Regions from separate parts of the Mus musculus genome. Here all the other regions are linked to region 5. A link is a contact called in public Hi-C and HiChIP or PLAC-seq data. All regions are on one chromosome and are shown on one strand. Each heading gives the region's core, a stretch centred on a gene start, on an enhancer-like site or on the middle of the called end of the contact. The rest is flanking DNA. Distances are from core to core; before and after follow the strand shown. Region 1 holds the start of Pip5kl1 (phosphatidylinositol-4-phosphate 5-kinase-like 1). Region 2 has its middle 21 kb from the start of Fam102a. Region 3 overlaps Niban2 (niban apoptosis regulator 2). Region 4 has its middle 40 kb from the start of Fam102a. Region 5 holds the start of Cdk9 (cyclin-dependent kinase 9 (CDC2-related kinase)).

Region 1 (2,700 bases), core at 58-2,557, 140 kb before region 5:
CTGGCATCCACACACATATGTGCCCAGACGTGTATATGTATAATTGTAAAGATGAATAGACCTTCTTAAGCCAGCATATCTAAGCATCTTCTGCTCGTTTCTAGTTCTCTGGGTTATTCCTCCCACTGTCCCAAGGCTCTGCGTGCTAGGGACTATCATTACTACAGCCACTGTGGTCTCTTGGGGCTCCGCGCTCCCACCCCCTACATCATTCCAATCCACACAGTTCCCAAGTTTGTGCTGGGCACTGGGCATGTGAGGTCCATGTAGTCCCCACTCTGGTGGCACTCCCAATTCAGGAGGTTTGATGTAATAAACCAATCCATGAGCAAGACAATCTCTGCTCATGCCAAGGGTGATGGGAATAAAGGCCATGATCCAGTGTATGGAAGAAGTGCATAGAGTCCTGAAAGGTGGTCCGAAGGATCAAGGCAAGTAAAAAGTCCAGACAGGACTGATACTTGGGAGCCCAGGAACGGGAAACCCTGGGGGTGGAAGTTTGCAGCTTGGGTTGAGGGCAAGGAGGGTGTTTGGAGTGAGTCAAGAGAGTGGTGACTCATGCCATGGTGAGGAGTTTGAATTCTGTTCCACCGCCAAGAGACGTCACTGAATACTTAAAGTATAAGGGTGACATCATCCCATCTATGCTTTTAAAAGATTATGTTGTGTCCCTCTAGCTAGCTCACCAAAAAATTTCTGGTGTCTGTTCCCGCTGTGGCCTCCAGTGGGCGCTTCAATCACACGGAAGGATGCTCTGACTTCTGTACCACCTGGAGATGGTCACTTCTTTCTCTGCTTTTAGCTTCTTTACCTGAGAGACAGCCAATGGGAATTTCATGCCTAAAAAGACCCAAGAAACACGATTTAAGCTACCTGACTCCACAGCCAGTCCTAGAGACGTACGTCCACAGTTCGGGAGGAAATTGAGAGGAGAATCATTTCTCCGGCACCTCCACCAAAACCCGGCGACCTCGCCCAGCCAGAACCGGGATTCAGAGGATGCTGCGTCCTCGGAGGGGGGACCCAAGGGCAAAGGCCAGCGCCCCCCTCGCAGATTCCGTGCAAAGCGTGCAACCGCAACAAGAAGGCATTTTCTCAGGCACCTCAGCCATCGCCAGGAGGCTCGGTCCGACCACGATCAGGATGCAGAGGATCCTACATCCTCGGAGGGGGGACCCGCAGGCCAAGGTCATCGTCCCCCTCGTGCAACCGTGACAAGGCCTTTCCACCAACACCTCAGCCAGGCAGCTCTGAAGGGCCAGGATCAGAGTTCTGAGTATGCTGCATCCGTGGAGGTGGAACCGGCAGGCAAAGGCAAGCGCCCCTTTCGAAGATTGGGCACAGTGGTAACAAGAGCGTCGCGATTGGTCGTTCGCCATGCAGAGGCGGGGCCTGATTCCTGCATCTGGGCCTCCGAGACACCGCCAAAGCCAGAGAAGCGGCACCTGGGGGCGATGGCCACACCAAGCCTTAGGTCCCACGAGGTAGGTGCGGACCAGAGAGGGGACAAGAAAGGGAAGGGTGAAAGTCTGGCCATTACCTTGGCCAGAGGCTTGAACACCCCCCCGCCCCGTCTCTGCTCTGGGAAGATCAAGACACGCCCCACGGAGGTATGAAAGGGGGTAGCGATCTGGTGGGTGTCCCCCGGAGGTCTTCCTCAGTTTCCTCATCAGGAAAATTTGGATGATGAGATAAATTCCGTAAGGCTCCATAAGGACCTCAAGCGCTCAGCTTTGTACACAGGATGGGTCTCCAGTAGGAATGGGTGAGCTGGTATGACTTCAGCTTCCATTTGACCTGGTCCTTCTTGCTAGCACAGAGAAGCACAGCATAGAAGAGGAAACAGGGAAGACTGAATCTCCCAGCATCCCAGCGCCTGCTAGCAAGGCTTCTTGTGAAGGCAGCTCAGACGCAACAGTAGCAGCTAACATGTAACAGAGGAGATAATAAGGCTGGGTCTGACCTAAGGTCATGCAGCCTCTGGGAGTCATCAGATGCACCTGGGATTGACAGCAGAAGGCTGTTCCCACTCCATTTGCATACCATTTGCAGGTGGTTTTGGCCCCTCAAACACTGGGACTATAGCTATAGTGTTAGCCCTGTATTTTATGGTCAGGGAAGGTGAAGCAGAGAAAGATAAGCAGAAGATCCCTAATCGGTGGAAGTAGGATTTGAACCCATGCATTTCCCTTCTGAAATACTGCCACATGCTCTTTGTTTCTTGTGCCTCTTCCCATCAGATCCCGGCCCACTCCCAGGAGGCTGGAAACAAGTCCATTTCCTCAGGGAGCCGCCGCGGCCTTCTTTGGCACCTCCGAGCCAGGCAGTCTAGAGTTGGCCTGTTTGAGGTCGGTCCAGGACATGAGCTGCATAGAATGACACGAATGATGCAGGAAGGGCTGTGGGCTGCCACCCAGGTCTCCAAGAACAACCCACCCACGGTGAATGGCCCATCCTGTCTCAGACACCTCAAACCTAGCTGGCAGTCTATCTCACTAAAAGGTTGACACTGGTAATCAGAGAGGCCTACCAAGAAGAGGAAGGCAGGGATTTGTGTCAGGAAGCAGAAATTCTGAGTTGAAAAGCTGGAAGAGAAGTCCAGGAGGTCTGAGGGACACCCTGCTTAAAGTGGTGGATGTATGGCCTCTGTCTCTCTGGGCCTCAAGTACCCCTATCTGTATAATGGGTGAAGCCCCTGGG
Region 2 (2,774 bases), core at 9-2,508, 200 kb before region 5:
CCTGAGAGTACGTGTACAGAGAGAGAGAGAGAGAGAGAGAGAGAGGTTTGTTGTTTTTTTAAGAAAGGGTTTCTCTGTTTCTCTGTAAATTTTGACTGTCCTAGTCAACTGGCTCTTAATCAGGCTGGCCTTGAACTCAAATACCCACAAGCCTCTGCCTCCTGATTGCTGAGATTAAAGGTGTGTCCCACTGCTGCCCTGGGAGCTTTTATTTATTTTTGAGACAGGGTCTGTCTTTGTAACCCTGCTTGGCCTAGTCTCACAGAGATTCTCCTGCCTCTGGGATTAAAGTGCCGGGTTTAAAGAAGTGCATATCAGCAAAAGTTAAAAGGAAAAAATAGTTTTAAATAAAAACTGTGCAGTTATTAAAACTATTTTGGGCACTTCAGAGATGGCTTGCTTCTCCCTGTTCTTGCAGGTGGTCGGGGCTCAGTTCCCAGCACATACAGGCAAAACAGTCATACCCACAAAAGTAAATAAAATATTTTAAAAACAAAACAAAATAAAACTAGTTTGAGCCCAGCATGGCAGTGCTGGCATATGCCTTTAATCCCAGCCCATGGGAGGCAGAGGCAGGCAGATCTCTGAGTTCGAAGCCAGCCTGGTCTACAGAGTGAGTTCCAGGACAGCCAGGGTTACACAGAGAAACCCTGTCTTCAAAAAGCCAAAATAATAATGATAATAATGATAATAATAATAATAATAATTAGAAAATTAGATGCCGACTTGGGAAACTGAGGCAGAAAGACTGTGGTGAGTTCAGGGCCAACCCTGATTACACAGGAAACTGTCTCAAAAATAAAACAGAACAAAATGAAAGCTGAGGTGTTTATATCTATAATCCTGAGATTCGGAAGTCTGAGGCAGCTTCCTTAGCAAATTAGAAATCACCTTGGGCCACATAATGAGTTCCTAGCCACTTTGAGGTACAAAGTGAGACCTATCTCTTCAAACATCTCGAGTCTCACACCGTGTACAGTTCAACTTCGTTTCTGGGGTAGGACTGAGCGTGCTTGTGTGTTTTCTGGGAAATGGGATCAGAGGTAAGGAGGCTTTTTTCTTTCAACCTTCCTGCTTCTGCATAACAATTTTTTTTAAGGACAAACCCCACCCGTCTGCACTTATATGTATAATAAAGAAAGCAATTTCTATTTTGCAAGAGAAAAAAAAAGGAGGCTCTGAGTGGAGCCTGTCCCTGCTGACCTCATAGAGGCTCCTGTCTGCCGGGGACGGGAGATGACACAGACTGAAGGGCTTCCTGTGCTGGCTGGCAGAGCTTGTCCCAGGCTCTCTGTGGCAGTGACAGGAGAAGCCACAGATGCTTCCCGGAAGGCACAGGGTCAGGCTCGGAACATCAGTAAATCACTGGTGCCCGCCCTGGTGTGCTGGCGGCCCCAGGGCCAGAGATGTTTCCTCTGCAGAGGCAGGCCCAGGTAGTGGAAAATGCATAGGTTTGCCTTGGGACAGATGGCCCCTCCTACACTTAGCTTCCTCTGGGGCTGGCTAGCTGGCTCAGTCACTGAAGTGCTTGCAAAAGTGAACACTGCAGTTCAGATCCCCAGAACGCAAGTAAAAAGCAGTGCATGGTGGAATAGCCAGGCAAATTCCAGCTGCAGAGGGAGATGGAAATAGAATTGAGACAGCTTGCCTGGCTTACGTGGCAAAGTTCCAGGCAGGTGAGAGACGCCCCCCCCCCCCCCATAAAAGTTGCCTGAGGATTGATACCTGCAACTGTCCTCTGCCATCCAGTCAGGGGCAATTCTTCCCTACAAAGAGTGGGGAGGGGGAGACATAAGGGCAGGGGGCCCTAGAGGAGCAAAAAGTACCTAGAAAGCCAGTTGAAGTCTCAGACCAATGACGGCCTGCTTTCTTCTCTGCTTCCTTGGACTCGTGTCCACTCCTGGTGAGTTGTACACACACGGATTGGCGACTCATGCTTGTAATCCCAGCACTGGGGATGCTGAGCTAGAAAGGTTGCTGTGAGTTCCAGGCTAGCCTGGGCTACAGAGTAAAGCCTGTCGGTCGAAAGGGGCTGGAGCAATGGCTTAGTAGTTAAGAGCATTGGCTGCTCTTACAGAGGTTCTGGTTCCCATCACCCACGACTGTTTGTCTGTAAGTCCAGTTCCCGGGGATCTCACACCCATATGGTACATGTTTGCATAAATAAACATAAAAATATTACTTTCTACCAGCTAAACAGTTCCCACGCTGGAGGATGCTGTCAGACAAGCCCCAGGGCAGGGAGCTCAGGGGACTATCACCCAACCACTAGCTTTTGTTTTTGCTTTTCTGGTTTTGTGTGTGTGTGCTTGTTTGTTTGTTTGTTTGTTTCAAGACAGGGTCACTCTATGTAGTCCTGGCTGTCGTGGAATTCACTCTGTAGACCAGGTAGGCCTTGAACTTAGAGATCCTCCTGCCTCTTCCTCAGAGTGTTGGAATTAAAGACACCTGCCACCACTGCACAGTGTAGCATTATTTTTTTATTAAAAAAAATTAAAACCTGCCACAGAGGCACAGGATTTAATCCCAGGACTTAGGAGGCAGAGACGTGAGGAACTTTGTGAGTTTGAGGCCAGCTTGGTCTACAGACCAAGTTCCAGGACAGTCAAGGTTATACAGAGAAACCCTACCTCAAAAAAAAATAGAATTTATTTTATTATTTTATGTATATGAACATTTTGTTTGTGTGTTTTAAGTGCACTGCACCCATGTGTGACAGGTACCCTAGGTGGTTAGCCAGGTCCCCTGGGTTGTGTGTCCCTGTGTGGGTGCTG
Region 3 (2,700 bases), core at 180-2,679, 180 kb after region 5:
TGTTTAAAATTTATTGATATTTATTTTATGTATGGATACCACATGCATGCCTGATGCCTGTAGAGTCCAGAAGAGGGTGTCTGAGCTCCTGGAATTAGAGTTCTGGCCACTTGTGTGCACCATTGTGGTTTCTGGGAACAGAACCCAGGTCCTCTGCAAAACCAGCACATGCCCTTAACCGTTGGGCCAGCTCTCCAGCACCATTATGGTTTCTCATTGACAGTCAGTCTTCTTCATTAGATTCCTAGGGCCCAGCCCTGGAGACTCAGAGAGCTTGGAGGGTGGGCATGATGCTAGTCCTGTGGCGGGCCGGGGGGCGGGGTGGGGTGGGGGGGGTAGGCTGTCCTGCTGTGGGTGGATGCTGCTGCTGGAGGCCTGGGCCTCCTTTTTCTGTCTGCTCCCCCAAACGCAGGGGCGTCCTCATCCTGCCCTCCTAGAACAGGCTGCCAGCTGGAGGCTGCGGGCACAGAGCTGATGCCAGGCAAGTGGGCGGGGCTGGGGCGGGATGAGAAGGCCTTTGTTTCTCCTGTTTGTGTCCAGATGGGAACTGAGTTTCCCAACAGAAGTGGAGGATGTGAAGAGAAGTCCCAGGTGCTCCCCTGCCCCACCCCCAGACATTTCCCCAGTCTCCACCCTGGCTGCCCTCTCCACCCCTTAGGCCCTCCCGGCTCAGCTGTTAGCCTTCATGAGACCTGTTGTTGCTGAGTTCTGGTTAAATATTTGCTAACTGAGAAGTTTGCAAGGCGGCTTTGTGCGAAGTCCTGGGTGACTACTCCCAAATCTGTCTTTGGATAAGGAGACCCAGCCCTCCTGGGCCTTCAGAGTCCTTTGCAGGTGGCCTTCTTGGCATCTGGAACTAGATAACCTCTCCCCCTGGGGGCCATTGTTTACACGCCTGTTTAATGGATCAGGGAGAGAAGGCAAGGCTAGGCTTGGATCCTGGGGAGCCAGTGTGGAGAAAACCTGGAGACCTGCTTCCTAGTCTCCGGGCCTCAGTCCCCATCTATCCACGGTCAGCTCTCCTGGGTCCAGGAGGGACCTTCCCAAAGTGCCAATGGCCTGTTAACAAGGGGATGTGGCAGCTCAGGATTCAGTTGGTACAGCCCACTAGATACCTTAACCACTAAAATAGGACCCCTCTCTCTCAGAGTTCTTCATTCCCGTTTGGGGTAGCAGGGGGCTGTGATGTCATGCCTGGTTTGCTCTCTTATGTAATGCTGGGCAAGTCACTGAATATCTCTGAGCTGTGGATCCCTCATCCAGAGAATGGGTTTGTCGGTTTGTCCTGGTGGGGGTTAAATAAAGTCATCGTGACTATTCTCTGATTCTCAGCTAAAGTGCTTCAGAAAACCGCCTCAGTGCTGGCTCTGGGCAACTGTGGCATGCATTAGCTCATGCTGTGATGATTATAATTAGATGCAAATGGAGAACCAGAGAGCCTTGTGGTGGGGAGCAGGGCAAGGCAGGCTGACTAAGATTCTAAGCCTGGGAGTTGAGAAAGGGTGTTCTGCCAAAGGGTGCTTCATAGGAGAGAGTGCAGAGTGGGGGTACACTTGGTATCAGTCGGACCCAGCCAGGGCAGGGGCTGGGAAGGGCAAGGGGACTGAGAACCTCAGCCTTGGATTCCATTCATTGCTATCCGCTCGTGAACTGCAGCATGTCAGGACGTGGGGTAGGAGCTGTGTCATTGCAGATGGGGAATCTACGCTCTCCTGGGGCTGTTGAAGGCCAACTCATCCTTAACAAAGCAAGTCACCTGATCTTCTGGACATTTCCACAGTCCTTAGAGTCCAGGGCCTGTTGGCCTGGCGGACAAGTCTCTGATCTCCCAGCTTCTGTCTCTCCAGTGGCGGCAATGCTTCTAGAAGCTTCTGGGCTCTGCTAGGTCAGGACTTGCTCTGCTCTTCTGTGACCTACATGAGAAATGCTAGGTCCCCAGCCATCCTGGTGCCTCTCCACCTGTGTCTAAATAAAAAAAAAAAAAGGTTTGCCATTTGTAGTTCTGGGAATTGAACCCAGTCCTCGTGCACAATAGGAATATGCTCACCACTAGCCACTATACTGTGTCCCTAGCCTTGTGCTCTATACATCTCTCACAGTCTGTCCTCAGTGAGACAGTGGTCTGTCCTCAGTGAGATGGCAGAGTCTCTATCCAAACATCCTTGTCATTTACGCGTGAACCGTAGTCTTGGCACACTTGGTGTCCCCAGCCCACAGCAAGCACATTCACAGGCACACCTTGGAGCTGTGTTCAGAGGAAGGGGGTTTTCTTTGTTAATTCCTGATCTTCAGGAAAGAGGGTTAACCCAGCAGGTCTCTTCAGGACACCTGCGGTGAGAAGGGAGAGAAAGCTCGTGTGACATCCACTTTCCCAACAAAGAAGATCTGTGTTGGATGTTTCTTCATCCTCGGGAGCCTCCGAGGTCCCAGCTTCTATGCTGGCCTTTCAGTGTGAGGAGTCTAGGGTGGGCGTGGAGCTTGTGAGAGAGTTCTCACACGGTGTAGATAAGTGGGGAGCACCCACCCAGCCTGGGGATTTCCAAAGGAAGAGAATGGGGGATGGGATGGGGTGGGGCTGAAGGATCAGCTTCGGTACTGTGGTTATAATAGGAGCCATACCTTTACCCCAAGGGCAGAAGGAGCCTTAGGACGTTTGTGAGCAGTGGAGGACCAGGCAGCTCCCTCCTTCTCCTGGTATGG
Region 4 (2,700 bases), core at 49-2,548, 220 kb before region 5:
GCTCCTTGAAGAGTGGCATTCTTCTGATAGGAGAGAAATTTGAAAGGCACCGTGAAAGCAGGGATGGTGGACCATATCTGTAATCCAAAATTCAGGAATTCAAGAGCAGCCACCTCCATTATATACCTATTTCCATGTCAACCTGGGCTACGTGAGACCCTGTCAAAAACAAATAAAACAAACAAACAAACAAACAACAAGAACTGGAGTATAAATGGAGTTCTTTTGTTGATATTTAGCTTTTTTTCTTTTTAAGACAGGGTTTCTCTGTGTAACATCCCAGCTGTCCTGGAACTCACTTTGTAGCCCAGGCTGGCTTCCAACTCTCAGAGGTTCTTGGGCCTCTACCTCCCGAGTGCTGGGATTAAAGGTGCCATTCGGTTTCTAAGCAGTCCTTCCTTATCATGAGTTTAGCTCTTGGTTTGGGGAAATGGGCTCAGAGATGTTAACTTCCTGAATCTCACCCAGCCAGCAAGTGATAGACAGTCCTCAGACCCCAGGGGTGGTCTGACTCCTGAGCAGCAGGCTGCTGCTTTGACTGGCTTGAAAGAAGCCATATCCCATCCCTTGGCCTTAAGGCTCAGTGGGCTCCAGTGGGCTCCAGTAATCTTCTGTGGATGTCACACAGAGAGCTTGGGCTGTGACTCCCACATCCAAGTGGCTAATAGCCACAGGGCCAGGACAATCCCTGGAAGGTGACCCTGGGGTGGAGACAGGGCAGAGCCCTTGCTTCTCCATGCATGCAAGCAACCTGGCAGGGACTCAGCCAACCTGTGTCACAAGGTTCTTCTGCGCTAAAAGTTGGGTCACCAGCATGGGGGGACATGCTGGGGATACGAGGGCCTGAGGGAAACTGTGAACATATCAGGATCTCTCTTTTTGGACTGCCGGGGGAGGGGTGGATAGATATTAAACGCTACAGGAGCAGGATGAAGATGGCGGGGCTCCTGCACAGAGACGAGCTATGAGCTCCTCCAATGTGCAAAGGCTCTTGCCACCGTTCTCGCCAGTCCTAATGACCTTTATTCAGAGTCCAGAGCTGTCAATCCATACTTCTCCAGTCACAGAGCTAGGAGCCCGGCTAAACTACCCAGTAAGTCCCACTGCCTCTCCCATGGTGTCTACGTGTTAAATGGCATTTATCAATTTGGGGCAACAGGCCCTCAAAATAAACCCACATCCTGTTTGTAGTGCTGCCTCAGAGATGAATTTGTGATAACGGGACACCGGGGAACTGATCTCTTCTGTGACGCCCCACCCCCTCTTTCCTTCCTCTCTCCTCCTTCCCTGTCACAAAACCCCAGCAAGCTCCAGCCTGCCTACAGCCCCAGCCCCACGATGTCCTGTGACGTCTGTGGGGCTCTGCACCTCCTGCCTCGATGCCTTGGTTTCCTCCGCTGAGCAGCTGGAGAAGAATGAAACGTGCGCGCGCACGTGCGTGCGCATGCTCACCCACTTCATATACCTAAGGCAGACCAGTTGTGAGGTATCCCTGCAGTCGGCAGACTCTCCATGCTCGGCTTTGTGGGTCTCTGTCTCATTAAGGAAGCTGGTGTAGACAGTTCATACCTTATCTATCATGGCGGCTCAAGCTTTAAACCCCAGAACTCAGGAAACAAAGGGAGGTGAACCCCTGTGATTTCCGGGCCAGCCAGGATTACATAGTGAGACCCTGTTTCAAACAACAACAAACTAGCCGTCCACATTATCCCCCAGGATGCTCAGAATACCAAAGGTGGTGGTGGTGGTGGTGGTGGTGGTGGTGGTGGTGGTGGTGGTGGTGGTGGTGGCGACTCTGGGAGGCGGCTCCTGAGGTTGCCACCCTCTGCCCGCCAAGTGGGCACAATGGTCCTGTGGGCGTTACTGAAAAGGTGAGAGGGCGGTGGGCTAGTGTGTCTGCTCTGCCAGGGGCAGTTTGTCCAACAGAACACCTACTATCTATAGGTGTGCAAGGAGAGAAACGGGAATAGTCACATGGCTGGCTTAGGGATGCTTTTCCAGGTGTGTCAGCCATTAGCCAAGGGAGCCTGATTGAGCCTGATTCTAGTATCCCAGATGACCCAAGACTTCCAGCCCCGTGGCTTAGCAAGTCTGTGCAGTGCAACCGAGCTGGGTGGAGCCTGTGGGGACAGGCAGGTCACTTCTGGTCAGGCTCCCTTAGAGCCCGTGCTGGGGGAAGCAAAAGTCATGTCACAATGACAGAGATAGCAAGTAAGAGCCCAAGGTTCCACCGTGTCCCCCAGTGGTTCCCACCCCTTCAGAAGACTCAGAGCAGCCACTGCAGCATGAAACACCCAGGTCAGACCACAGACCACGCTCAAAGCTCTCCCACATCTCCCCCTCCCCCACTCCCAAGAAACAGAAACAACAAATACCTGTAGCTCTAAGCAGCTAAGTTTTCTTTCTCATTTTATGTGTGTGTGCTGGTGTGCATGTGTTAATAGGCACACTGCATGTATGTAGGCACACATATAGCCATGCATGTGGAGGCTTGAGGTTGATCTCCCATGCCATTCACTAAGACAGGGTCACTCCATCAAACCCAGAGCTGGCTCTAGGCTGTCTTCACTAGCCAGCTTGCTTTGGAGAACCCCTGTCTCTGCCTTCCAAGGCTGAAGTCACTGGTGTGCTGCTACGCTCACTCAGCATTTAACGTGGGCTCTGGGGATTTGAACTCTGGTCTTCAGGCTTGCACAGCAA
Region 5 (2,873 bases), core at 331-2,830:
GAAACCCTGTCTCAAAAAAACCAAAAAGATCAAGAAATTTCCTGGGAATGGAGATAGTTGAATGGTTAAGGAAACTGGCTATGGTCACGTGTGGCAGTCCAGCCCTTTATTTCCAGCAGTCAGGAAACACAGGCAGTTGATCCTCTGTGAGTCTGAGAACAGCCTGGACCAAACAGTGAGTTCCAGGACAGTTGGGGCTACAGAGAGATTTTGTGTCAAACAAAACATAGAGTCCCTGTTTCAGGGAAACACACACACCACAGCACTGGCTATCCTCCCCCAGGACCCAGGTTCAATTCCCAGCACCCACACAGTGGATCTTTTGTCCCAAATGATCCAAGGCAACCTGGCACACCTTTCTGGCTTCCTCAGGTACCCAGGTACTGGAGAATAGTGCTGTACACAGACATGCCAGAAAACAGAAGACCCTATAGACGCAAAGTAAGACAAACAGCATTTTCCTTACAAAGGCAATGCTGCTGAGGCTGATGGAAACAACACCTTTCAGAACATCACCTTAAGCTCAGCGGCCTTTTAAACGGCTTGTGCACAAATGGTCTCTTCATACAAAACAAAATTCAACGCCAAGCTAAGCTGAAAGTTTTCTAGAGTCAACCTGCACTCCATGGGAAAAGCACAGGCTCCCTCCCGTGGCTCCCACAGAACTCTGCCACTAAAGCTCAACAGTGTAAATGGAAAGCCAAATTCCTTGTTCCATGGAAAACCGAAAAACACTAGGTCGAATCTCAGCACAAAACCCTTTGAAGTAGCGGTGTGGAAACCCAGCCAGGTTAGAAGAAGGTCGGCCCAGTGGTCCATATACTCACCCCCTCCTTCTCATTCTCCATCAACACTTTCTTCAGAGCCACCTTCTGGCCCGTCTGACGGTGCTTGGCTTTAAAGACTTCCCTGCAGGCACAGAGAAAGACCCAAGGGACCCATAAGGCATTTCCGCAGGGAGTGCCCCTCCCCCGCGCGAAGGGGAGCAGCAGGAGCCCAGACCCACGGCGGGCGGGGTGCGGCCTCGGATCCGGGACGCGGTCATTCCACACCGCGTGTCTTCCGTCCTCCTCCCGGCCTCTGCTTACTCCTACTCAGCCCCTACTCCTCCCCTAGAGGTGGCCGCTCACATTCGGAGTGGCTCTCAGCAACCCTACCCAACCCCCATCACGGGCCCCAGGCTCCTCCCCGCCAGTCGGCTCGGTTGGGCCGGGAACGTCTGCGCCGCGGCCGAGCAAGACCGGGCAACAGCCACGAAAACAGAAGCTTCCGGACCACCTCGGCCCGGGCTCTGGGCGACCCGACGTCGGCCCTGGAAAGTGCAGGTCCCGGGCTCGCGGTCCCACGCGGCCTAATCTTACCCGAATGTGCCTTGGCCGATCTTGGCAAGTTTCTCGTACTTGGTGACCTCATCGCAGAACGGGCATTCCACCGAGTCGTACTGCTTGGCCATGGCCACCTCCAGCGCGCCTCCGCCGCCGCCGCCGCCGCCGCCCCCAGCCGCAGCTCCCGCCGCTCCCGGTCCCGCCACACTCCAGGCCCCTCCGCGGCCGCGCCACTTCCGCCTCCACGGCCACTTCCGGCCTCGAGGTGCCGAGCCCGCCTCTTCCGGTCTCCGCCCGCCGCCAGGCCCCCTGGGACTTGTAGTTCCCGGGAGGCCAGGGGGAGCCGGAGCTGCAGAGGAGCCTCCGCCGCCGCCACTGCCCCCGCCTCCGCCGCCGCCGCCAGCGCTGTTGGCGGCCCCGATCGGGGGCGCAGGAAGCCGTGGCGCTGGGGCTGGGGCTCGCGGCGGTGCGTCCCGCTGCATTGGCCCGGGCCGTGCTGCTGCCGAAGCTGCTGCCGCTCTGGCTCCCGATCCGGGGCCAGCCGCAGTGCCCTGCTCCTCCTCCTCCGACGGCGCCGCCTCCGCCGGGCTGCGCGGGGCGGCGGGTGGTGGTGGGGGGAAGGCCTGGGGGCGGAGGCTCCCTGGCCAAGCCCGGCCCGGGGCGGCAGGGCAAGGGGGCGAGATAGGCAGAGCAGACGAGGAGGCGGCCCGAAAGCCCGGGAGGGGGCGCGTTATAAAGGGGGAGGTGCCCGTCCTGGCCTCCCCTCCCCCTCCGCCCACCCCCTCCCTCCTCCTCCCACCCTTCGCAGCCGCACCTGCCGCCGCCGCCTCCCGCCCTCCCGCTCCCAGTCCAGCGTCCGCCCTCGGCGCGTCACTGCTCGCAGCCCCTCCTCTGCCTTTGGAGGTGGGGCTCCGCACTAGACACCTGCCTGCGGCTCCCTCCTGCGTGCCTCAGTTTATCCCCCGAATGCCAGCTGCTACAGAATGGCCCTTCTTCCAGGACCGGGAGTGTGCTCCCGGTGAGGCGAAGGCAGGAGGTGCCGTGGGAGCGGCCTTGAGGCCAGGGGAAGAGAGAACTGCCCCCGCTGCCGCCTCCGTCGTCTCAGCCACCCGCCGTTGACATGGCAACTGACGGCCGCCAGGGGGCGCGGCGACACTGTGGGCGGTGAGCGATCAACGCTCAGGCCTAAACCCTTGGATCTTGTGTTGTCAGGATGGATCTACTACAACCTTCCTTCACAGAGCCGCGCCAAAGCTGGTCTGTCCAGAGTCAATCATCCCCAAAACTGTTAACATTGAGCCGGCACTCCTGATGCTTTTGAAATGGGCGTGAGCCGGGCCTTGATGGCGCACGCCTTTAATCCCAGCACTTGGCAGAGGCAGATGGATTTCTGAGTTCCAGGCCAGCCTGGTCTACAGAGCCAGTTCCAGGACAGCCAGGAAAAACAACAATAACACAGAGAGACAGAGAGGAGAGTCTGAAGTCTGTTCTGTCTTCCTCTACTGTCTTGAAATTCTGAGCTGATCATGGCCGATTTTTCCAGCGTTT

What was found. A called contact is a pair of places that touch in the nucleus more often than the background predicts. HiChIP or PLAC-seq counts read pairs in DNA pulled down with a chosen protein or histone mark.
Region 1: a contact with region 5 is called in an H3K4me3 HiChIP or PLAC-seq map of embryonic stem cells, with 36 read pairs. The contact joins the promoter of Pip5kl1 here to the promoter of Cdk9 in region 5. A contact is called at or near these places in 23 of 39 promoter capture datasets (the 3T3-L1 cell line, 3T3-L1-derived adipocytes, the C10 cell line and 16 more), 4 of 15 datasets of contacts at CTCF or cohesin (CD8 T cells, the NIH/3T3 cell line, embryonic stem cells and 1 more), 85 of 484 Hi-C or Micro-C datasets (the 63-12 cell line, the AML12 cell line, B cells and 52 more), 28 of 115 datasets of contacts at active chromatin or transcription factors (the 230-238 cell line, CD8 T cells, the HPC-7 cell line and 19 more) and 4 of 9 other capture datasets (adipose tissue, liver, macrophages and 1 more).
Region 2: a contact with region 5 is called in an H3K27ac HiChIP or PLAC-seq map of embryonic stem cells, with 5 read pairs. The contact joins the enhancer-like site here to the promoter of Cdk9 in region 5. A contact is called at or near these places in 3 of 484 Hi-C or Micro-C datasets (all in liver) and 5 of 115 datasets of contacts at active chromatin or transcription factors (the SCID.adh cell line, embryonic stem cells, microglia and 1 more).
Region 3: an H3K4me3 HiChIP or PLAC-seq map of bone marrow-derived macrophages shows a contact between it and region 5, with 2.7 times the contacts expected there. The contact joins the enhancer-like site here to the promoter of Cdk9 in region 5. A contact is called at or near these places in 1 of 39 promoter capture datasets (cranial neural crest), 1 of 484 Hi-C or Micro-C datasets (embryonic stem cells), 16 of 115 datasets of contacts at active chromatin or transcription factors (the HPC-7 cell line, the SCID.adh cell line, T-cell acute lymphoblastic leukemia and 9 more) and 3 of 9 other capture datasets (adipose tissue, liver and pancreatic islet).
Region 4: a contact with region 5 is called in a Hi-C map of CD8 T cells, with 1.8 times the contacts expected there. The contact joins the enhancer-like site here to the promoter of Cdk9 in region 5. A contact is called at or near these places in 2 of 484 Hi-C or Micro-C datasets (CD8 T cells and natural killer cells), 6 of 115 datasets of contacts at active chromatin or transcription factors (effector CD8 T cells, embryonic stem cells, microglia and 2 more) and 3 of 9 other capture datasets (adipose tissue, liver and pancreatic islet).

Annotation. Positions count from the first base shown.
Region 1 is chr2:32,574,411-32,577,110 of GRCm38.p6, forward strand. It overlaps Pip5kl1 (phosphatidylinositol-4-phosphate 5-kinase-like 1), which reads left to right and starts at 1,308. Exons shown (of 10, transcript NM_198191.3): 1 at 1,308-1,484; 2 at 2,241-2,441. The coding sequence starts at 1,455. It also overlaps 9430097D07Rik.
Region 2 is chr2:32,513,208-32,515,981 of GRCm38.p6, forward strand. No RefSeq gene overlaps it. Among named protein-coding and RNA genes, the nearest start is that of Fam102a, 21 kb to the right of the region's middle. Within about 2 kb of position 1,259, at least 63 of the 459 cell types and tissues checked have an H3K27ac peak or open chromatin away from gene starts, as enhancers often do. A contact at or near this core is called in the SCID.adh cell line and embryonic stem cells, where this site is marked.
Region 3 is chr2:32,895,247-32,897,946 of GRCm38.p6, forward strand. The region is part of intron 1 of Niban2 (niban apoptosis regulator 2); the gene reads left to right. Among named protein-coding and RNA genes, the nearest start is that of Gm13523, 14 kb to the left of the region's middle. Within about 2 kb of position 1,430, at least 156 of the 459 cell types and tissues checked have an H3K27ac peak or open chromatin away from gene starts, as enhancers often do. A contact at or near this core is called in adipose tissue, bone marrow-derived dendritic cells, bone marrow-derived macrophages and 2 more, where this site is marked.
Region 4 is chr2:32,494,188-32,496,887 of GRCm38.p6, forward strand. No RefSeq gene overlaps it. Among named protein-coding and RNA genes, the nearest start is that of Fam102a, 40 kb to the right of the region's middle. Within about 2 kb of position 1,299, at least 108 of the 459 cell types and tissues checked have an H3K27ac peak or open chromatin away from gene starts, as enhancers often do. A contact at or near this core is called in CD8 T cells, adipose tissue, effector CD8 T cells and 3 more, where this site is marked.
Region 5 is chr2:32,711,204-32,714,076 of GRCm38.p6, forward strand. Cdk9 (cyclin-dependent kinase 9 (CDC2-related kinase)) reads right to left here and starts at 1,581. Exons shown (of 7, transcript NM_130860.3): 1 at 1,362-1,581; 2 at 828-909. The coding sequence starts at 1,453. It overlaps Mir2861 (microRNA 2861), which reads right to left and starts at 1,685; the gene lies at 1,604-1,685. Mir3960 (microRNA 3960) reads right to left here and starts at 1,769; the gene lies at 1,697-1,769. It overlaps Gm33457 (a long non-coding RNA gene), which reads left to right and starts at 2,107. Exons shown (of 2, transcript XR_001783272.2): 1 at 2,107-2,873.